6 separate regions of the Mus musculus genome follow, and all the other regions are linked to region 1. A link is a contact called in public Hi-C and HiChIP or PLAC-seq data. All regions are on one chromosome and are shown on one strand. The core of a region is the stretch at or near the end of the contact, and the rest is flanking DNA. Distances in the headings are between cores, read along the strand shown. Region 1 holds the start of AI197445 (expressed sequence AI197445). Region 2 has its middle 11 kb from the start of Gm41053. Region 3 overlaps Gm31452 (a long non-coding RNA gene). Region 4 overlaps Zswim6 (zinc finger SWIM-type containing 6). Region 5 overlaps Zswim6 (zinc finger SWIM-type containing 6). Region 6 overlaps Zswim6 (zinc finger SWIM-type containing 6).

Region 1 (3,433 bases), core at 332-2,831:
CATACCATCCAAACCAATATTGACTCCCTTCAGGGTCATCCTCTTTATTCCAAATAGGACAATTATGTGATGAAGTTTGAGTTTTCAGCTACCTTAGGCTGATGATAATTCAGACGCTTTTAACATCATTAATTGGCTTTTTATTAGCTACCAGAGAGGATTAGCGTTCCTTAGAAGGGCACACAGCCTTTGTAACCATGTCTCCACTGTGCAGCCAGTCTCTCTTCCACTGTCACAGGTCCCTAGGCTAAATTCCCACTCTGAGCTTCATGGACTCTGCCCTCCACACTTCTTACTCCTTACTTTTGAGCGGTTTCTATTTCCTTCAAGCTCCACTTGCCGTGGAGCATCCTTCTAACGCTCCCCACAGCTCTTTCTGTCTCTACTGTGAACATTCATGGATGGCATTACTTGCCGAATTTACTCCACCTATGTGTTTGCACAGCTTCATGCTCTGTGATGTTGAGAAGCACTCAACATACACATTACTAGATAAATATATAACAGAAAGATCTCACATCCCACCTAGTCACCTGAGCCCTCCAGGTCGGTTCCTGATTCTGTTTCCTGAAGGAGGCTTGCCTGGTCTCAAACACCTGACTTCACTTTCACCAAAGACTTTTTGATCCAAGAGTAGCAACTCATGCCTGTAATTCCAGCACTCGAGAGATGGAAAGTAGAAGAGACTGAGACTGGTCTGGGTTTCTGAATAAATTCCAGGGCATCCTAGGCTAGAATGAGAATCTGTCATCAACAAACAACCGAACTCAGAAAACAAAACAACCCACCACCACCACCACCACCCCCAACACACACACACACAACACACACACTTTTGGGTCCCTGCTCAAGTGACACTCTGTGGTCTTCTAGTTTTCACAGACTGACCTGTTGGCACATCTTTACTATCTCTTGGCTATCCAAATGTGACCACTTGAATAGACAGCCCTATATCCATGCATGGGGAAGCAACAGATAGTCCAAGAAATAGACATCTGTACAGGCACTGGGACACTAAAAATGGCACAAAGGGGGATGGATCAGTTTGAAAGTCAAGAGGAAAAAGCCCCAAGGCTTACTCTGGAGACCATTGTTATTTGGAATAGAATGCAATGCCATCCCCAACTGAAATATAGAAGCTATCATTGGGACACATGACCTTGAACTGGGAGGGAAGCGGGGGCAGGAGCTCAAGGCTGTGTTCTTTGATTTTTTTCCAGGTGACTTCAATGTACCTTTCCAACATTGGCACAAACACTGCTAATCTAGAAATCAGATCCTGACTTGCAAGGTGGCAAGCAGCTGGCCCTTTGGCTAGCAGCCAGGTCTGCAGCACAAGTAGAAACTTGCCAAGGAAAATAGAGCAGCAGGTTGAGGTTGGGGTTCATTCTGTCACGGGTCCCTTTGAATGTAGAAGGAGCTGCCCAAGAGAAGATTCTGCCCCACCCCCTGGGTGGGGTGGGGCCAGGGAGTGGAGGAGGATTGGCTAGGATTCAGAGGAGATGGGCTGGAACTTCCTGCTGAGCCTCCAATTCTCCAGGGAACCCCTCCCCGCACCCCCCACCCGGCCTCCCAGCCCCCACTCCACCCATGACTGTTTGTGTTGGGAGCTGCTTCGAGGCTGCTGAGCTGTCGACTAATGTCAAGGCTGACCTCAGCTGGCAGCGCCCTTCTCCTACTTCCCTGGTGAGTTGTTCCCCATGGGATGTTAGCCCATCTGCTTTTAGAAATGTGGCTGTCCCCAGCCTGTGTGGCCCCCCTCCCGGCTCCCCATCACTATCTCCTGGCTCAGCAGCTGGAATGCTGAGGCCACAGTGAGCGATGTCTCTGCACAGATTCAATCCCCTGTGCTCCAATCAGAATGTATTACCAGGCAGGGCGCGTCAGCTCGGCGATTTGGCTTCAACAATAAATCTCCTTGCTTTCATGAGTTTAAATCAGACTTTAAAACATCGCCCTTAATGTTCTTTTAATGCAGTTTTCTTCTGAATGAGTTCCCTTTAGGTCCAGTCCTTGTCATTAAGACACTCTCTTGGCAAAGGAAGGAGGGCTTCTTCGAAGAAAATCCTGCCAGTTTAGGAAACCAGTTGAATTGCCTTGGTGATGCCAGGAGCCTCTTTCGAATTTTATAAGGACACTTGAGAAAACAAAACTCTCTGACTGTAAATTTAATTTTCTCTTGACAGCTTCAGTGTCTCTGCAACCCCAGACGTTATCCATTACTTCTCTCTTCTGTAATTAAAAATCAAGGGATGGGGGGGGAAATGTACAGGATTAACAACTTCTAATTTTCATTGATGAACTCTAAGAGCTTATCGATAATGGGATCAGAAAAGCCGCCTCGCCTAAGCTTCATTTTTCTAGGTCGGCTGGTTTTAATGGAGGATCAAGCCCAGGGTGAAAAATATTCTGGCTTTCTAAAGAGTCCCAGTGCTAAAGTTAGGGAGAAGGGCAGGGCAGACCCACCGGAGCCTGCGGCAGGAGGTAGCTGAGAAACAGGCTGGCCTTGCCAGTTTCACAGACTCAGCATTCGGGCTTGGGGAGCTGATTACGGGGGAAGATTAAAAGGCTGTCATTCACACACATGTTCCTCTGCTGTGGATGGCTTCAGTAAGAGAGGGGCTTGCACGTATCTGCTTAGGCGGAAGAAGGATATTTCCAATTAAAAGAATATTGGTGGTAATTTCTTTTGAGTTATATATTTGTAGATAACGCTCTATCATGGGATGAGGGCATCCATCCTGTTTATTACCCACAGGGATGTAGTTGAACATGGGTTTCTCAGAGAGATGCTGAGCTGGTCGATAGTATCTGGCTGCATCATCTCAAACGCTGTGACACACAGTCTCACAGCAATGGTGACAGGCATTTGACAGGAATGGCTATTAACATGCACGGATTCCATGAAGCACCCAAGGACAGGAGATGAGTTAAGATGTTCCTTTTAAAGGTAAAGCACAGATACAATGAAGCCTTGGTGAGTGACCTTGAGGTTCTTCTGTAGCAGACGGGCCTCTGCCGTGTGCAAACGGGCTGGGAGTCTGAGGTTCAGGCAGAAATCGGGTGATCTGGTCCCATCGCTTTCTTGCTCAGAGCTGGAAATGTCAGAGCATCTCTAGGGACCCAAAATGTACAGGACAGCAGAAAAAGCCAGAAGTCCGAGATTCTGTCAGAACAATGCCAACTTGATTGGCATCCTTGGGAGATGCTTAAAGCAAACCTAGGAAATCCCAGACAGCTAGGATGTTGCTTTCTGCAAGGTCCCCTGTTCTGGGTATTCTACCATCCCCCTTAGCAGCTGATCTACCTTCCCATCAGAACAAGCTCCATTGTCACAGAATTAAAATGTTGAAGGTATCTACAGCACTAAGACCCGTGGAGATGACACGTGAGTCAGGTAAGGATGTGGACTAGCCAATGGTCAAGCCTGAAT
Region 2 (3,433 bases), core at 643-3,142, 470 kb after region 1:
CTTTAATAGACAATGCAACTTTATACGTAACATTATCACTTCAACTCCTATGAACAGCCACCTGGAGAACCTTTAGGATTTGCAGAGAACCTCCATGCCTGTTACTTTATTTCCATCAATGACTGTGTGAAACAGTATCAGCTAAGAATTGGATAACTGGAAAAACTCAAAGGGCTGAGGTGGTTGATATGCAATGGTGCCTCTCCAGGAGGAGAAAACCCAACCACAAAGATTTTTAATCTTTTAAGTGTCTGTGTGTGTGTGTGTGTGTGTGTGTGTGTGTGTGTGTGTGCACGCACAGAGAACAGTTGCCAAGATTCAGTTTTCTTCTCCACCAAGTGAGAATAGGATTTGAACTCAGGTCCTCAGCCTTGACAAGTGTCTTTACCCATTGACTCATCCTGCCAGCTCCCTCTTGTTTGCCTATTCTGTGGTGCATTCCAGCAGTATCTGGTCCAAATATGACATTGCTGAATATGTGGCTCTTATGAGCCAGCCCCTGTGCCTTTGTGATGGGAACATCAATCCTAGACTTCTGACTTTGTTTCTTTAGTTCTTCCTATGTGTATGCTCCAGGCATGTGGTGGCAGGCAGGCTATTCTGAAGTGTGCTCTCTTAACTAGAGATGTGCCCCAGGGCTAGTGATGCTGAAGGCCTTCAAAGGAGTTCGCATGGATCAGGACAGCAGTGGCACAGCCAGTTAGAGCCTGCGCTCCTCTAGCCTGTGTGTCTGGTGGCTCTCAGCAGAGCTGCTCCTGCAGTTTTATTCTTGGCTATGCTCTTCCAGGACGTGGCTCCTTCCCTGGTCTTCCTTCCCTCGGCTCTGTTCACCCCACTTGTGGGCAAGGTGACTCGAGATTGCTCATTCTCTACACACGAAAGCTACTGTCTCCTGCTGCCCAGAGGAAACCCAGCTGGAGATAAGTCCTAGTTGTAGAGGGCTTATCTAGCATGTGCAAAAATGTGGTCTTGGTCCCAAGCTGGTACACACACACACACACACACACACACACACACACACACACACACCTAGAGGAACCGCTAAGGTCTTGGGGTTATTCTCTCCCCTGGAGTCCTTGAGACCCGCAACTGTCTGAGTTCCACTGCCAGGCCTTTGGCTCCCTGCAGCGCCATGGGGGGGACACTTACCGAGCCTGCTCAACATTCATTATCTCACTTGAAGGTATTGACAGCATTGTGTGCTAAATGTTTTGCTTCGGCAGAGAGAGAGAGAGAGAGAGAGAGAGAGAGAGAGCGCAAGCCTGGAGAACAGTTGAGTCAAGTGGAAACCCTGGTGGCAGCAACCTAATTTGCAGTCCTGGGGCTTCAGGGAAATTAGCCAGTCTTAATAGGGCTTGCCTTACAAGCTCCAGCCTCCTCGGTTGTGAGCAAACACCACAGAAGTCTTAATTCTTAACTGTAAAAATCCATGGAGTCGCCGAACAGCGACAATACAAGTAATGCTGAGTCGGTGACATTCAGATGATGCGGAGTTTGAAACACCGCAATTCGAATCTTTACAGACAGATCCTTTCTACCAAGGAGCGATTTTCCTCCTGTTAGTTAGGAGGGCAGCACAGTGCTCGTCATAACGAATTCCAATGTGGCCCCTGCTCAGTTGTCCGCTGTCTGAAGGGCAAGGAGACCAAGCATGCGGGCCTCAGTGTGGTACAAGTTTAGATCCTTCTGTCTGAACGCAGCCATGTTGGAACATCTGAGCATATTCTCCGAACACGGAATGGAGGAGATGGAGAACAGGGACGCTGTCCTCCCAGCTCAGCCTGCCTTCCTGCAGTGCAGTTTGGGGGAGGGAGGGGGAGAGGAAATGAGGCCTCTTCTCTAGAAGGACTGAGAAGTTTCTGCCCTCCCTAGCTTTTCCTACAGTACAAGTGGCGACTGTCATGTTCGACATGCAAAGAAAACAGAACTGCACTTGATCCCTGCTCTGTGGGAGCACACGTAGATGGCTGTGCTTGTGCAACATGCATAAAACGTAAAGTCGTGGTAAAAGCCACGACTACAGTTCCATTCCAAAGCATGCGATCTGATGGAAGAGCTACTGACTGCAAGACAGGAAGCAACCCACTAACATTTATATTAATAACAAAGAGGTTCGGGGCTGCAGAGATGACTCGGTGTTTGAAAGCTTCCTGCTCTAACAGAGGATCCCAGTTTGGCTCCCAGCACCCACATCAGGCAACAAACACCTCTTCCTCCAGTTCTAAGGAATCTGATGCCCTTTGACCTCCGCGGGCACCTGCACAAACGTGATGCTCATAGACTCACACAGGCAAATGCATACGCCTAAATAAAAAAATACTACAAATAAAAAAATAAATAAAATAAAGAGGTGGCTGCTATGGATGGATGAGGCTTAAGAATCTAGAACTAAACACTAAGAAGGACTGGGAAAATTAGAGAAAAATTCAGAAGAAAGGGGACATTTACATAGGCTTTTGAACAGTGCGCACACAAAGGGAGACTATTCCAGCAAGTAGAATAAAAAGCATGCTGGGACCCACAGCGGTGTTGTGCACGCAGTGTTTTTATATATGGATAGCATTAAGCAGCTTAGGTGTGAGATTGGAAATGGACGGAGAGGGTAACAGCTAGCTCCTGTATACAGTAGGTGTTAACTGCTGACAACGTGAAGAATAAGCTGACCCTGCCTGGAAGCCTAATGTGGCGAATCCAGCTACCACGGCTGGGAATTAACCGCAGCCCATGTGTAGCAGACCGTGACGCCGAGTTATGTTTCTTGGCACATCGGCAGCCGCATGGATTCGAAGAAAAAGTCTTGATATTTTCAGTTGATGACTGAATTGAATTATGCACAGTTGATTAGATTTGCTGTATAGTCAATTTTGCAATTAAGATGACCACAGAAGAAGCCAGACCTTGATACATTCATGGCTTTTTAAAAAGTTATGGGGTTTTTGTAGCAGATATTCTAGACCCCAAAAGTTACAAATGTACCAAATATGTAAGGCTAGCATGTGTTTCTGGGCATTTAACTGTTTGGACGTGTTTAAATCTAGAGTCAGCTCTGATACATGAAGGAGAATGGCTGACACACCACTAAGACACACCACTGTGGCAGAACCCAACTTTTCTTCTGTAGAAAGTGGGATGGCCACATGTTTTGAGTCTTTTCCATCCTATTCTACTTCTAGCCAAAGCTGTAGCAAGACAATGGGCCTCCTCCCACATGGAAACATTTGCTATCTTCCCCTTTCTTCAGATAGACAGACTTGTGTCTAGTCTGCCGAAGCCTAGAGACAGAAGTCGTCTCCCAGAGGCGAGTCTCCCAGAGAAGTCAAAATTTAGTGAATCCTGCCATTTAAAATGGGATGGAATCAAACCAACCAGGATTTAAACCTTAGCAGTCAGTAATCTGCAGGTGTGTATGCAGCAGGAAGGTGGGGGGTGGGTG
Region 3 (3,433 bases), core at 288-2,787, 360 kb before region 1:
TGACAACAGCGCCACTGTCTGGGAAGCATCACAGACTGAGTACGGGTGAAGAGTGAAAGGGATGGATGGGCGGCTCCCCTTCAGGGTCCTGGAGCATAGTGTGACTACAGGCTTTCAGCATTCTGTTTTAAACGCTCTTACACTTCAGATGTTCAGCTTTTGCTTTAGTGGAGAGGAACACACAGACAGACAGACAGACAGACAGACAGACAGACAGACACACACACACACACAAACACACACACAGAGAGGTGGGGTGTGGGAGACAGGGAGACAGAGACAGGCAGAGATACAGGGAGAGAGGGAGAGGGGATGAGAGACACTTCGGATGCAGCTCACTTGCTGTGGATGAGATAGTAATGGTGGCCCCTTCTGACTCGACCAGGGATTCATGTTCATCGGTGGGGAAGGGAGTCAGTAGATGGCAGGAGCAGAGTAGTCTGCGGGCTGAGCAGGAATTTAGAAATACAATTGTTAGAATCATGCTATGCTTTCTGACAGCGATATTATGTACCTAACGTATTCTAGAAACATTAAAATCTAATCTAAAAAAGCCAGTGGACAGTGCTCTTTCCTTATAGCTGCTGGGCAATGCCTAAAGGGTGGGTATAGATTGGGCAAGGCTTCCAAGAGTCCATTCAAAGGGAGAAAGAAGAAAGGAGAAAGGGAAGAGAGAATGGAGAGAAGATAAAATGACTAGTTGTGATGGTTTGTATATGCTTGACCCAGGGAGTGGCACTATTAAGAGGTATGGCCTTGTTGGAGTAGGTATGGTCTTTTGGAGGAAGTGTGTCACTGTAGGGGTGGACTTTAAGACCGTCACCCTAGCTGCCTGGAAGTCAATCTTCTCCTAGAGGCCTCCAGATGAAACTGTAGAACTCTCAGCTCCTCCTGCACCATGCCTGCCTGGATGCTGCCATGCTCCTGCCTTGATAATACACTGAACCTCAGAACCTGTAAGCCAGCCCCAATTAAATGTTGTCCTTATAAGAGTTGTCTTGGTCATGGTGTCTCTTCACAGCAATGAAACCCTAACTAAGACACCAATAAGAGCACACACTTCTAGAATGGGTTTTATTGTTAAATAACTCCCGAAGAAAAAAGTCTACTAAAAGTACAAAGCCCAAATTCCCCCCTTTTCTTCTCTCTTTTTAAAAATTCTCTTTAATGTGTTCATTTTATATTAAAAACAAAATATATTTCCTTTCCCCGAGTACTCTCTAATCATATAGGAATGTGTATCATCTCCTCCCTGCAATTTTGAGAATATTTTCGAAGATGGTGACATATTTCTGCCTCTTTAAGAACAAAACAATTCAATTTTGGAAAGGCTGAGTGACAGCAGTCTGAGTTCTTGAAGTGAGGCTGTTCGCCTCAGTACTTGTTGGAAATGTCATTAGGAAACCAACATATAGTGGGTTGTTATGGCAACCGGAACACCAGCGTTTATAGCATCACTGTAATTAATGTTATCCAAACGTTATTAATCTTTCAGCATCACTCATATTCTCGGAAGGAGCAGAAAGTCTGGCTCTCCACGGAGTTTTCAGCAGCGCAATTCATTGCAGCTTTCCTCCTCACTGTGTTCGTTTTAAATGGGTCCTATTCTGACTTTGCCTTAGCAAAATTAACTATTGTTTCTACCTCTGTTCTCATTCATTTTGGCTGCCTTTTTTTTTTTTTTTGAGATAGAACTTGAAATAAAATGAGAAAAGGTGGATTATAGCTGAGACACAGAATGCAGTCTGAAGAGGAAAGGATTTATATATTTAAGTGTGGAAACCCTGGGAAAAATATTAAAACATTTTTGTGCATGGACTTTTAGTCTGAGCTCATATTTGCATAACACAGTTTTAAAGCAGCCTCCCCTGCAGTATTAGCATAGCATCATTTAACACAGGATCCCGAGACAGCGAAACCATAGAGTGAACGCTCCGCTCCGTGGAAGATTATGTGCCTTGTATGCATGATTTTCCTCTGTTGTCACAACAGCTTGTTGGATAGATGTTCTGACAAGATAGCTCAATGCCACCAGCAAAGACAATCAGATTTAAAAAAACAGACAAGGGACTTGAGTGGACATTTGACAGTGACATGTGGGTGGCTGATGATCATGAAAAGATGCTGAACGCCATTAATCCCTGGAGAAATGCAAATCAAGGTTGCAATGAGATATTATATCACATCCATTAGGGCAGCTGCTGTTCAAAAACCAGAAAACAGAACAAAACAAGGGTTGGCAGAGATGTGAGAAATTGAACCATTTGGGCCCCATGGATAGGAATTGAAAATGGTACAGTCATAGAAAACAGTGGAGGTTCCACCTGAGCTGTCAATGCCGTGGGTGGGCGTAGATCCAGAGCAATCAAAAGCAGCGTTACAGAGAAAGGCTTCTATATCCGTGTTCATACAGTGCTAGTCACAACAGCCAAGAGGTGGAAGCAACCCAAATACCCATCAACAGGAGAATGCATAATCAAAATGTGGCACACACATTCGTCAGGATACCATTGAACAATCATGCCTCACACTACAAATTGGAACCATGAGGACAGTATGTAAGGTAAAACAAGCCATATATATATATATATATATATATATATATATATATATATATATATATATACATATACACATATACATATATATATATACATATATATATGTATGTATGTATATGAAAAGTGTGTGTCCTTTTCTCCCCGTAACTTAATACTCTTTCCTCTAAAAAGTGAGCCAATTCTCCCCCCCTTTCCCCCACCTTGAGTGTGGGTTGAATTTAGGTACTGGCTTCTGATCAGTGTGGTCAGTAGCTACATGTTAGTCTTCCTTAAAGGTCATGCAAACCACTGCTGCTTAGCTTTGGTGGGGGATGGGTTGAGAAGCAGACCCTCTAGCCCCAGTTAAGACTTCAGATGACTATACACGGTTCCCAACTTCATGGCAACCTCACGAGATATTCAGAGCAGAGACCACTTGGCCCAGAGGCTCTGAGAATGAGAAATGTTTACCACTGTTTACAATGCTAAACTTGGGAATAAGTTAGCACACAGCACTAAATCACTAACAAGGACGTCCTCACGCGAAGCAGTGGAGGTCCCTGGGAGCTGGGAGAGCTCCCCATACTGGTTTGGTGGGGTTTTGGTGGCCCGCCGTCTATTCTGAACACTGGCTTCACATGAGAATGAGATCTTCTTGTAGATTACCCGCAAGTCTGCCTCGGCTCAGGGACTCTTTCGGAACTGGCTGCCTTGCAACCTGAGGGCTGCTGGGTTTCCTTTGAGTCTCTTTATCATCTCTCTTCTTGTGGTGTTGAGACTATGAATGCCCATGGGGGTAGTCTCATTGAAAATTCAATCACATACAAACCAGCAGGTTCAGATTCCAGGGGTCACATCTCAGTATCACGCTATATTCAGAGGAAGTTTTTCTT
Region 4 (3,433 bases), core at 261-2,760, 330 kb after region 1:
AATATGAGCCCCGTGCATGAGGTGCTCAAGGAACATATTCTTTGTTAGAGAATTGAACAGAAGCCAGGGTGTAGTACTTACACAAATACATCTTTCACCCTTTTCCTAAAAGAAAAAAACAAAAAACAAAAAACAAAATACCAAAAAAACAAAAAAAAAATACCCCCAGGGAAATTAAAGGCAGGAAGCAAGGCAATGCAATGTTATGGCTGAAAGGGTGGCCAGGGTTGGGAGAGGGTTTTTTTCTGTCTTCTTAAAACCTAGGTCTAAACACACGAGTGTTGGTGTGAAGCGGTCTCATAACAGTGTACCTGTTTGTTACTCGGCACACTAGTCAGGCTAAATGTGTCAGAACCAGTATTGATTCATAACTGGTAAAATAGATGAGGCAATCCTTAATCACCAAATCTAACAGGAAACCTTTCCCACGCAAAACTATTGCACACAGTCCAGTAGCCCGCACTGCACCGCTCAGACTGAAACCAAATTGTTTTCATTCCGATCACACAGTCTCCAGATCAGCACTACAGAGACTATGGGGCCCAAGATGAAGGCAATAAATGCAATTTTAAAGCCAACTTATCTGAAATATCATATTCCTTCTTTAACCACATAATTTTCTCAAAGGGAAATCCCAAATTAAAGAGACTGCATCCTGTGAGCTGCCTAATTAAATCCTCTAGCCCTAATTTCTAATACTAAGCTTAAACAGCTTATAGAAAGACATTAGGAGACCTTGCTGGTAATTGCTAATCAAGTACTTTCCATCTTTTTGAAAAATTATTTTTTTAAAGGAAAAGCTTTATTTTAGTCCAACTTAAGAATGGCTGTTTGAAACAAGACTCACTCGTACACTTCATTAATATCTGAGAAAGACAATGGCAAATTAATGCAAAGGCCAGACTGTAAGACACAGCACATCATATAGACCACATAAAAACTTAAAGAGCATGCCCTAGACTGCCCTAACCAAGAGTTCCAGCAGTGCTCTGTGCATTATTGGTTTTGTTTCCTCATTAATGTGAATTCTTACATGATTTCATACAAAGATCCAGTCAATCAGAACACCTATATGTTAGCCAGGTCTGGCATTAGTTACTTAAAACTCTTTCTTCAGAGAAGAAACACACCAACTTGGCTATATTTGGCACAAAGAGGAGGCAGGAGTTTAATCAGAGAGGTGCAGAGACAAGACAAAACTACGAAACGGCATCAGCCTGTGCTAGCCTGACCCCGAAGCACAGAGGCTGCCTCTATCGAGTACTTTTTCAGGGGTATCTGAGGGACACCAAGAGCTGGGCAGCCGGGAGGGAGGGGGCTCTAATAAACAAATCGGGAGTCAGACTTCCTACACTGCAAGGTGCTTAGCAACATAAATGTGATCTTTCCTCTGAGGCAAACTTTCCTAATACAAGCAAAGCGCTTCTAACCTCTTGCCCTCTGCCTCCAAGTCCCAGCACCACCTACAGAGGCTTCACAGCCCTGCACGCCCTTCATCACCCCAGTCTCTAGGCCTCACGCAGGCCCTGCTCCTGGATCTCCAACTTCTGAAGTGCAGATGGGTTTATTAGTGCCTTTGTTGCCCAAACAACAAGTCTCAGCACATCTTCACACCTTTGTCTTCTCCCAGGACCCAGAGGCTCACCAAGGAGGTCACAGAAGACCCTAACCTGTTTGTTTCCGGTTTTCATTACAGCCCTCAGAAATGTTTGACTGTTTCCTTCAGCGCCAGCGGGAGAGGGGAGAGGGGAAACCCTGGAGTCAGTTCTACTTAGCAAGCCAAGAGTTAAGGGAGAATGTGGTCTCAAAGGGAGAACAGAGGATGCAAGCCAAATTCCCTTTCCCAAAGTTCTGGCCTACCTTCAACCTCCGCACGAGGCTCTATGGTTTGGATCTAACCCAGGCTCTAATCCTATTTATCAGTTTCATAATCAGCATAAAATGCACGTGTACGATTCCTTTTGAGATGAGCTATTTGAAAAGAAACGGAGGTGCTGAGAGCCAGTGGATTAGCATACTTTAGACCAAAGGTTCTCAGCCTGTGGCTCACGACCCCTTTGGGGATCCAATGACCTTTTCACAGGGGTCAAATATCAGATACCCTGCATTTACTTTACGGTTCCGAACAGTAGCAGAATTAGTTAAGAAATAGCAACAAAAATAATTTTATGGTTGAGGGCACACCAGTACATGAGAAACTACTTAACGGGTCACAGCACCAGGAAGGCTGAGAGCCACTGCTTAGATGAAGCAGGCCCTTTAAGGATTTAAAGAGGAGTTTCCGTAAGCCTCCACAAATACAGCTTTTCTGCACCAACGAACGGTGTTCAGAGTGGAGAGGAGACTAACAGATGCAGATCCTTTGTACATAAACATTACCAAGGGTTAGCACTCTTGGAAATGGTGTCACAGTTTCATTTCTAAATGTCCAAGGATGTGTGTGATACAGCTCTCAGAACAGGTTAGGCATTGGACAAAGTATCACATAAAAGAACTTACTGGGGTCTTCCAAGCAATGCCTGCCCCACATCATTAAGTTACCAATAACTAAATGTGTTGGTCTCCCCACATTTAAATGAACTGAAGGCTATTTTAAGATTCCAGCCCTTTCTTATACTCCAAATTAAACTGGAACCTTGAACACAGCAGAGGTCTGTGACAGCCACATCACAGAGGACCTCCTCAGAAAAGATACTAGGTTAGAAGAGCCTACAAGACGAAAAGAACAGAAGAACATTCTTGGCATGTAAAATACACAGACTGGTGGTCCTCAACTGGAGTGCATGTGAATCATGTGGAGAACTAATGATAACAACGTAGATGACCAGGCCCACACATCGTGAGTCTCTCTGATCCACACCCAATGATGCTCATTGCTGCTGAGTTGAGAACCAGAACCACTGAACCAAATGACTCTAATTACAGCCCAAAGAAGGCTATTCTCTTCAAAATACTGGAGGATACATAGCAAATGGGACACAGGAAGAATACATAATTCTTTACACAAAGAATTCATAGGTGGGTTGGGTGTGTGGATCACTGGAAAAGCACATGGCTAGCAAGCACAGAGCCACCGGGGAAACTCTCAGAACTAAAATCCTACACAATTTGTAACTTATTGTGCAACCAAATGTTCCCACTTTGTCAGGTGTGGGATAGAAATAGGGGTGGGGGGAGGGCGGTGAGGAACAAGTACTCTCTAGTAGCACATGTTATCAGTATAATCAAATACTTATTGCTGTGCCACCTTAAATAAGACGTTCGCTAAATATAAGTCAAAATATAAAAAAATTAAACCGTTATTAATCAGAATCTGTACTTTTACAAAGAGATTGTTTTACAATGCCCATGGGATGCCCCTTAATTGGAGGGGTTTTATATATTAGAAACAATTCAATTAATGAAAAATACCAGCAACTCCTGGTAACACATT
Region 5 (3,433 bases), core at 557-3,056, 300 kb after region 1:
GGTTGCCTTATTCTTCAAATGGAATTAGAATGAGAAAGAAACACTTAACTCTGCCTATTTGTGCTCACAAAGAAATGGATCCCCAGAAGAGAAGATGTGGAAGGGGTGCCAAGGGCTATCACCACCTTGCTCTCGGCAATACCTGAACAAGCTTGGGATGGGTTGGTTCTGCCCTTGCCACCCATCTTCTCCCTATGAGAAGGCTCCAAGTCCCAAGACTGCAAAGCTAATGGTTTTCCTCCAGAGAAAGCTAACAAATGTGGGCAAAGGTCTTACACAACACTTGACAATGAAACTAAGAATTCTCCCCGTGACAAAACTGTAATTAAACTGCATTTAACTGTTTCCTCTAAATGACATCCATTTTAATTAGGTGTTAATAGACTGGTCGCCACAATCTATAGCTTTATGATGCAAAGTAAAATTATAGTCTTATAAAACATTTACAGAAAGAGACCCACTGAAGCCTATGAGAGGTACACTATTCCCCTTCACACCCTAAAGACTGGCATGGTAATTAAGTCCAGGGAACAGGCAGCTCTTAGGGTTAATGTTAGGTGTGCCTGCCACAAGTCAGCACGGGGCTGCTCTTTCAAGCCACAAGTTATTTCTAAGATCTGCTTTCCAGAGACTACCTGTGTCACTAATGAAGCCTGTAAGTGCAGACGTACATCTTCCATAGACTGCCAAAGGCAAGGCCCTTATCAAACCTGCAGCCGTTCCACCAGCACCAAGGGCTTTCTTCTCTGTCTTAAGATTGCAGTCCTTTCTTTCCCCGACAGCTGCTGAGGATGCAAAGTTGCTCATCTTCAGAATACTGTTGTGTGTTTTGGAAAATGAGCATCACACACAGAGAGTAATATTAATATTTGAGAGACTGATTCATGCCCAAGATAAATGCATGTGCAAATGAGGTGTAACAGAAGGTCGTAACAGAGTGCATCTGTATCTATTCTGTCCCACAGTATGAGCATCAGGGAGAGAGTCACAAAGATTACCCAGACAGAATGAGTATCACAGGCACAGGAAATCCTAGGAACAAGGAGCCTCTCTGGGAGCTGGAGAACGGGGGAAGAAATGGGCTACTGCAACCAACTTTGCATATTTATATGAAAAGGAAAAGTTTAAAAAAATGAATGTGTTACTTTCAACTACTTCTGAAGCATCAACAGTGTGAAACTTCATAAATCACATCTAAGCAGAAAGTTACGAATCTTGGGAAGGGGGCTATCTGGTCCTCTGAAAAAGATTCTGTCATCTCCTGGCTGACAACCTGATGGCTCCAAGTCCTTTGCCAAGAAGCAGAGCTACTTGGCTAGGGTGCCGGTTCACTCTTAGCCCACGGAAGCTCTCGTGCCAGGAATCTTTTTTTTTTTCCTTTCTTGGTGCATTGGCCACTGCCAGACATGGACCCATCGAATCCACTGGTGCTAAGGAGTTAAGCATCTGAGATTTAATTTAACAGTTTCGGCTTTATTAAGCTGTCACGGAGGGAGCGGCCCCACGTTGATAGCAGGAGCTACTCCAATTACGGCTTGGTTTAGGGTTGACAAGTGTAATGATTCATCCGTGGCACATGAGAAGCAATAAAAGGTTGTTTTGCATTACAGCTTTAAAAATGTGGGCACTTTTTCCATTTAATTTGTCACTTAGCTTTTGCTAAGAGGACATTTAAATTGCAGTAAAAGGCAAATGGGGCTTTTAGTTTAAATGTAATCCCCATATTTAAATGATCTGTAATGGTGCAATGTTGGAGTGGGAACACTATTGTCTCACAGTGGGTCCTGATGGTGACATGTGACATTTGTATTCAGGTCCTGTATTATCCATGTGGCTAAAGGGCTTCCAATTTCATTTCACAGCCAGAAGCCTGCAGAAAACACCAATTAACTTGCAGATCCCATTTGCCGACAAAACTCAGCCTCTCTTCAATGTCTGGCATCTGGCAGTGCTCAGCATTTAATTCCAAAGCAGCGCCTTGAAGCAATGTGAGCCCTGTGTAGGGGCACAAAGTCAAATTCCCCCATTTTATTAAGAAGCAAAAGCCTTTCCTTTTGGAGTCTAGAAGGAACTTTGAGTTAATTTTTTGGTGAACAGATACTAGGATGTGATCGCTACTATGACTTCTGTGGGGGATTCCTCACAAACTTTAGATCCCACAACAACGGCCTGTGACCTCCACTTGGCATCAGAGTACACAGGCAGAGTTCACTAGTCTACCAATGATTTCAGGGAGGGGCTTGGGGGAGGGAGGAGGTGAGAGAGCGCGCGTGTGGGTTTTTGTGTGAGTATGTGTGTGTGTGTTTGTAGTTGTGTTCTTGATCCTTGTCTGCAATCAAACATCTTGAGTAAAGCCTGGGTCTCTGTAGAGCAGTCCTGTCTTGGGAATATGTATCAGCTGCCAAAAACTTCGGCCCAGTGAGAAGTCCTACTGCTGACTGATGGTCTCGGCATACATTTTCCAAAGCCAGCATGGAAAGGTGAGATGTGACTACAGATTAAATGTGAATCATGCAAACTTCACTCTACATTATCATTTGTATTCTTTCTTTCTTTTTTCTTTTTTTTTTTCTCTTTTCTTGGCACTTTGAAAATATTCAAGTGGCACTTGTTTTCCTAACCAGTTATTTATGCTTTCATATTTCTGAGTACCACAGCTTAAAATTTTATACACTTCATAGTAATCCAGTATTTTCCCTACACGATCCCCTTCGTTATTGGTTTTCAATGCTAGTCCTTTTTCACCTTTATGAACCAACGAGTGAATCCAACATGTACAACAGAGTCACAAGCTAAAAAGGCCTCATTTGGAAAGCTAAATCATTCACTTTGTTTACTTAAACCACGTATTACCCTTTCTTCTTCAATTCCACACTGTGCCTCAAACCTCCAGGCAACACATGGAAGCTGCTTACTGTTCACAGATCGACTTACATTTGACTGGGGTGGGGGCAGCTACTATCAGATTTTCAGGAGATCAAGTAAAGTACGGGACACAATACGCTATTTTTAAGAAACACTGGAGAAAAACATTCACAGATACACTTTAATATTTGGCAAGTAGCAGACCTACTTGTATAGAAACAAACCCACCAGAGTATCTACCAAGAGTCACGTTCCTGGAGAAGCAGGAAAGAAACCCTGACTTCAGGTTTTTAGGAGCTTGTCATACAATCCTAAAGACTCCACACCATCAAATTCTAGGCTCTCCCTGAGGTTCAGTTTGTCTCCAAATAGTTGCTCCCGAAAGTGCTTTCCGTGTGGTCAGACAGAACCTTCACAGCCAACTGTTCCTCTTTGAGCTATCTAGGCCTAGGATCAAAATGAATCAAATAGTGGTTTGCCACTTGTCAACAGAAATGTCACTAACTCTACACGTACAGCAAGCATTTTCCTCTCTTGAAATGAATGTCAATTTTTTTTTTTTTTAATT
Region 6 (3,433 bases), core at 569-3,068, 270 kb after region 1:
AAGTATGAAAGGATTAAAAACACAACTAACAACAAAAGCCAACAGTAACTAAAACTGCTCATAATTATTAAAAAAAAAAATTACAGTAAAGCAAGCCATCCCAGGAATGTGTGCTTACGGAAGGAACCAGTGTGCAACCAGGAAAGGCAGGTACATCTCTCACACTATCTGCGATGGTTTCTATATTCTTGGGCCATTTGGAGCTGTGACCTGGTTGGAGTAGGTTTGCCTCTGTGCGTGTGAGCTTAAGATCCTCACCCTAGTTGCCTAGGAGTCAGTCTTCCACTAGCAGCCTTTGGATGAAGACGTAGAACTCTCAGCTCCTTCTGCACCATGCCTGCCTGGATGCTGCCATGCTCCCACCTTGATGATAATGGACTGAACCTCTGAACCTGTAAGCCAGCCCCAATTAAATGTTGTTTTTATAAGACTTGCCTTGGCCATGGTGTCTGTTCACAGCAGCAAAACCCTAACTGAGACACTGTCCAATCAGCAGCTGAGAACCAGTAACAGACTTGTTGTTACTACTACAGTATTTATCCAAAATGAGAAAACTAACAAACTGAGATAAAGACAAGGTCAGGTGTCCTGTCGGTTGCTCACTCATCAAAAGTCATTTGTAGACCTTGAAAAACCAACCGAACCGCTACCTCAGCAAGCAGGGGTTCTGCTCTGATCACTTTGAATAGATAACAAGTCCTCCAACACAGACTATTATGGCTATAAAAGTATAGAGTGCCAGGCCTTGTTTCAGACTTTCTAGGGATTAGTGGGTCCATCTCAGCAGCTCTTAGAGACAGCCCCTCTGTTGAGACCGGCTGTGCAGAAGAGGGACCTCAGAAACTGAGACAGTAGCCATCAGCTGAGGGCGCCCACCCGAGACGAGCTGCTGGGATTTAAGGATGGGCAGCCACTGTGAAGTCCTTAGTGTTTACATTAGAACACCAGGAAGGTATCCAGCTTCCATTTTAGATGATCCAGACAGATCATCAGCTGTTCAAAAAATAAAAATCTCCATAATTAGGTAGGAATTTGTTTTTTTTCAACATTCAACCAAAACAACTTGGATTTTATTTTTACAGATATGTTATCAAATTAAAAAAAAAATTCATTCATCTTTAGCTTATGTGTATGGGTGTCTGATTGCACGTATGGCTGTGTTCCACATGAGTGCATTGTCAAACACTTTTAGGAATGGTGAATAAAGGCCATTTCCATGGCTGTACTTTCAAAACTCCATCTCTTCCAGCAGAACGTGAAACCAAGTTCCATCCACACCAGGAATCCCATTCCAATAGACAATCTCTTTCATAATCACCTTTTTTTTGAGTCCGGAACATTTCCAACTGTTTCTGCTGTTGTCGTCGTAATGTGTTCACAATAGCTATTGCTAGTCTCAGTGCTTCTCTGGGGTACCCGTGAGAACGCAACGCATCCACTCTTGCACAGGCTGTAGGGACGTGTTCTACAAACAGAAACCCAGTAAGGGGGCAAAGTGGCCGCTGTTAGATCCATCCATAAAAGCGGGCTACTACAGTAAGATGTTCCTCCCCAAGAGCCATAGAAGAAGATATAAGAAACCATTTCTGAACTTGGATCTGAATGGAAATTTCAGCCCCCTGTGCCAAGCATTCATGCGTTGCCCATTGAATACCTCGCTCCTCTACCTCCCACTCCAATAATGCTATAGAAACTAAACAAAGGAGTAAGTCATGGAAAAGTCTTTCCGGTTTGGCCACTTACCATGCCAGAGGGGCCACCCCCGGGAGTCAAAGAGGGAGTTTTCAGTGTCGTCATGGTAACAGTAGTTGGTGTACAGGTCACTGCTGATAATGTGCTGCAAGTGGCTATCCTGCCAGTGGAGATCACATGCCTCGATGGCTCTCGTGAACACTGTCCGATGAGGCCTGTTCGATGAATCTGTTTTTTCCACAATTCAGAAAGCCGTGTCAGCTATTATTCACATGTGAATAAATCAGTCATACCACTCTGCGGCCAGATGTTCATGAACCCACACACACTGCCCTGCACCCACTAAGCAGAAGGGCGCAGGGTGAATGGATAGTCTCACATCCTAAATGCTCGATGGCAGTTAGCCTAAAGAGTTTCCAGACATTTACTTGTTGTATCAAACACAAACATTCTGCAGCCATTAAAGCTATTGTTAAAGGCATCCTGCAAAAAGAATTGTCATGTCTAGTCTCCATGTCGAAGATACGCTAAAGAGGCACTTGTCTTTTAAAAAAAAAAAATCCCATGAAAACTCACTGCTCCCCACTTCTGAGGTAGTGTTGGGCTGCCCCTGATGGGATCAACAGCTCTCACAAACACTATGCAAGAGATGCGACACCAGCCATGGAACCTTTCAGGAAGACGCAGTCAGCCTTAAAACTATGCGTAAGGGTTGTGCTTTTGGTTGTATTTTTTAACTATATTGTGCGGTTTTGCACAATTAAAACTATTATGCTTCTTGGGATATAATGGTTAAATGCCACTTTATATCCCAAAGGGCATAAATGCATCTGTTTAACATTTCACAAAGCCACACAACATAGCTACAAAACAAACCAGCGCACTTACCTTGCCCCTATAGGCTGTCTCCTGACTCCTGGACAGGTTCCATGGCTGGTGTGATGTCCCCAGCATAGTGTATGCCGGGGCATCACAAGAGAGCAGAAGCATACAGTCCGAAGGGGGTTCAAGGTTCAGGACCTGACGAAGAAAAGAAATGTTTGGGGAATAAAGGATATTCTCACCTCGGCTCCTTGGGTTGTTCAATTCCTAAAGAGACTACTACAGGAACTCCCGCCCCTTGGGCCCCAACTCTAAACTAACTTTCAGCTGAACCGTGGGGCAATGAACAATTCATTTACATATACCTAATAGTGCTCAAGGACAGTCCCCTTCACTGCTCTCGGAGACTCAACCAAAGAAGCAGCAAAATGAGGAAAGGCTTTATCTTCCTGTCATTGGACTTCTGTCTGAGCAGACAGAAGGCAAACCACCAACAGCGAGCACAACTGTGCTGAGAAGAGCAGCCTGGTGGCTTCATCTACCCCCGGCTCTGTCCTGCTGAGGGAACTAAGCAGCAACAGAGACACCATGACTTGTAGCAGTCTCACAGCCAAGTACTGCCGAGAGTCAAACACACCCCTTAATTTAGCTAATGCAGCCAGCCATTTGCAACGGCTGTCGGTAAGTCTACAAAGACATTTCTTTGGAGTGGTCTCATATCAACTTAGTTATCCATATCTAGAGGGAAAACATATTGAAGTGCACAGATGACAGATAAAGAGGTGCAGGTGACTGTCTGCTGTGACTCCTGACTAAGATCCTTGCTAGCAGCAAATGGGTGACCATTCTGCAAAACTGGAAGGATGGGCCCAACTCTTAACTGCCTTTTGTCAAGCAGAATAAATGTGCTATTCCCAGG

Evidence for each region. A called contact is a pair of places that touch in the nucleus more often than the background predicts. HiChIP or PLAC-seq counts read pairs in DNA pulled down with a chosen protein or histone mark.
Region 2: an H3K4me3 HiChIP or PLAC-seq map of embryonic basal ganglia shows a contact between it and region 1, with 4 times the contacts expected there. The contact joins the enhancer-like site here to the promoter of AI197445 in region 1. A contact is called at or near these places in 6 of 484 Hi-C or Micro-C datasets (CD4 T cells, CD8 T cells, LSK cells and 2 more), 3 of 115 datasets of contacts at active chromatin or transcription factors (embryonic basal ganglia, embryonic forebrain and fibro-adipogenic progenitors) and 1 of 9 other capture datasets (embryonic stem cells).
Region 3: an H3K4me3 HiChIP or PLAC-seq map of embryonic basal ganglia shows a contact between it and region 1, with 3 times the contacts expected there. The contact joins the enhancer-like site here to the promoter of AI197445 in region 1. A contact is called at or near these places in 13 of 484 Hi-C or Micro-C datasets (cerebellum, cerebral cortex, cortical neurons and 6 more) and 3 of 115 datasets of contacts at active chromatin or transcription factors (embryonic basal ganglia, embryonic forebrain and forebrain).
Region 4: an H3K4me3 HiChIP or PLAC-seq map of neural tube shows a contact between it and region 1, with 5 times the contacts expected there. The contact joins the enhancer-like site here to the promoter of AI197445 in region 1. A contact is called at or near these places in 1 of 15 datasets of contacts at CTCF or cohesin (the NIH/3T3 cell line), 2 of 484 Hi-C or Micro-C datasets (liver and muscle stem cells), 6 of 115 datasets of contacts at active chromatin or transcription factors (embryonic basal ganglia, embryonic forebrain, embryonic hindbrain and 3 more) and 1 of 9 other capture datasets (embryonic stem cells).
Region 5: an H3K4me3 HiChIP or PLAC-seq map of embryonic basal ganglia shows a contact between it and region 1, with 3 times the contacts expected there. The contact joins the enhancer-like site here to the promoter of AI197445 in region 1. A contact is called at or near these places in 1 of 15 datasets of contacts at CTCF or cohesin (stem cell-derived epiblast-like cells), 14 of 484 Hi-C or Micro-C datasets (cerebellar granule neurons, cerebral cortex, cochlea and 7 more), 7 of 115 datasets of contacts at active chromatin or transcription factors (astrocytes, bone marrow-derived macrophages, craniofacial prominence and 4 more) and 1 of 9 other capture datasets (adipose tissue).
Region 6: a Hi-C map of uterus shows a contact between it and region 1, with 4 times the contacts expected there. The contact joins the enhancer-like site here to the promoter of AI197445 in region 1. A contact is called at or near these places in 1 of 15 datasets of contacts at CTCF or cohesin (the NIH/3T3 cell line), 16 of 484 Hi-C or Micro-C datasets (the AML12 cell line, adipose-derived mesenchymal stem cells, bone marrow-derived macrophages and 8 more), 8 of 115 datasets of contacts at active chromatin or transcription factors (bone marrow-derived dendritic cells, bone marrow-derived macrophages, craniofacial prominence and 5 more) and 2 of 9 other capture datasets (adipose tissue and embryonic stem cells).

Annotation. Positions count from the first base shown.
Region 1 is chr13:107,468,241-107,471,673 of GRCm38.p6, forward strand. AI197445 (expressed sequence AI197445) reads left to right here and starts at 1,582. Exons shown (of 3, transcript NR_045083.1): 1 at 1,582-1,686.
Region 2 is chr13:107,933,084-107,936,516 of GRCm38.p6, forward strand. No RefSeq gene overlaps it. Among named protein-coding and RNA genes, the nearest start is that of Gm41053, 11 kb to the left of the region's middle. Within about 2 kb of position 1,893, at least 16 of the 459 cell types and tissues checked have an H3K27ac peak or open chromatin away from gene starts, as enhancers often do. A contact at or near this core is called in embryonic basal ganglia, where this site is marked.
Region 3 is chr13:107,106,339-107,109,771 of GRCm38.p6, forward strand. The region is part of intron 4 of Gm31452 (a long non-coding RNA gene); the gene reads left to right. Among named protein-coding and RNA genes, the nearest start is that of Gm41051, 14 kb to the right of the region's middle. Within about 2 kb of position 1,538, at least 4 of the 459 cell types and tissues checked have an H3K27ac peak or open chromatin away from gene starts, as enhancers often do. A contact at or near this core is called in embryonic basal ganglia, where this site is marked.
Region 4 is chr13:107,797,886-107,801,318 of GRCm38.p6, forward strand. The region is part of intron 5 of Zswim6 (zinc finger SWIM-type containing 6); the gene reads right to left. Among named protein-coding and RNA genes, the nearest start is that of Zswim6, 90 kb to the right of the region's middle. Within about 2 kb of position 1,511, at least 35 of the 459 cell types and tissues checked have an H3K27ac peak or open chromatin away from gene starts, as enhancers often do.
Region 5 is chr13:107,765,560-107,768,992 of GRCm38.p6, forward strand. All of the region lies in intron 8 of Zswim6 (zinc finger SWIM-type containing 6), which reads right to left. Among named protein-coding and RNA genes, the nearest start is that of Gm52061, 78 kb to the left of the region's middle. Within about 2 kb of position 1,807, at least 30 of the 459 cell types and tissues checked have an H3K27ac peak or open chromatin away from gene starts, as enhancers often do. A contact at or near this core is called in cerebral cortex, cortical neurons, embryonic basal ganglia and 1 more, where this site is marked.
Region 6 is chr13:107,742,218-107,745,650 of GRCm38.p6, forward strand. Zswim6 (zinc finger SWIM-type containing 6) reads right to left here. Exons shown (of 18, transcript NM_145456.3): 10 at 1,744-1,920; 11 at 1,319-1,465. Among named protein-coding and RNA genes, the nearest start is that of Gm52061, 55 kb to the left of the region's middle. Within about 2 kb of position 1,819, at least 25 of the 459 cell types and tissues checked have an H3K27ac peak or open chromatin away from gene starts, as enhancers often do. A contact at or near this core is called in neural progenitor cells, neural tube, stem cell-derived neural progenitor cells and 1 more, where this site is marked.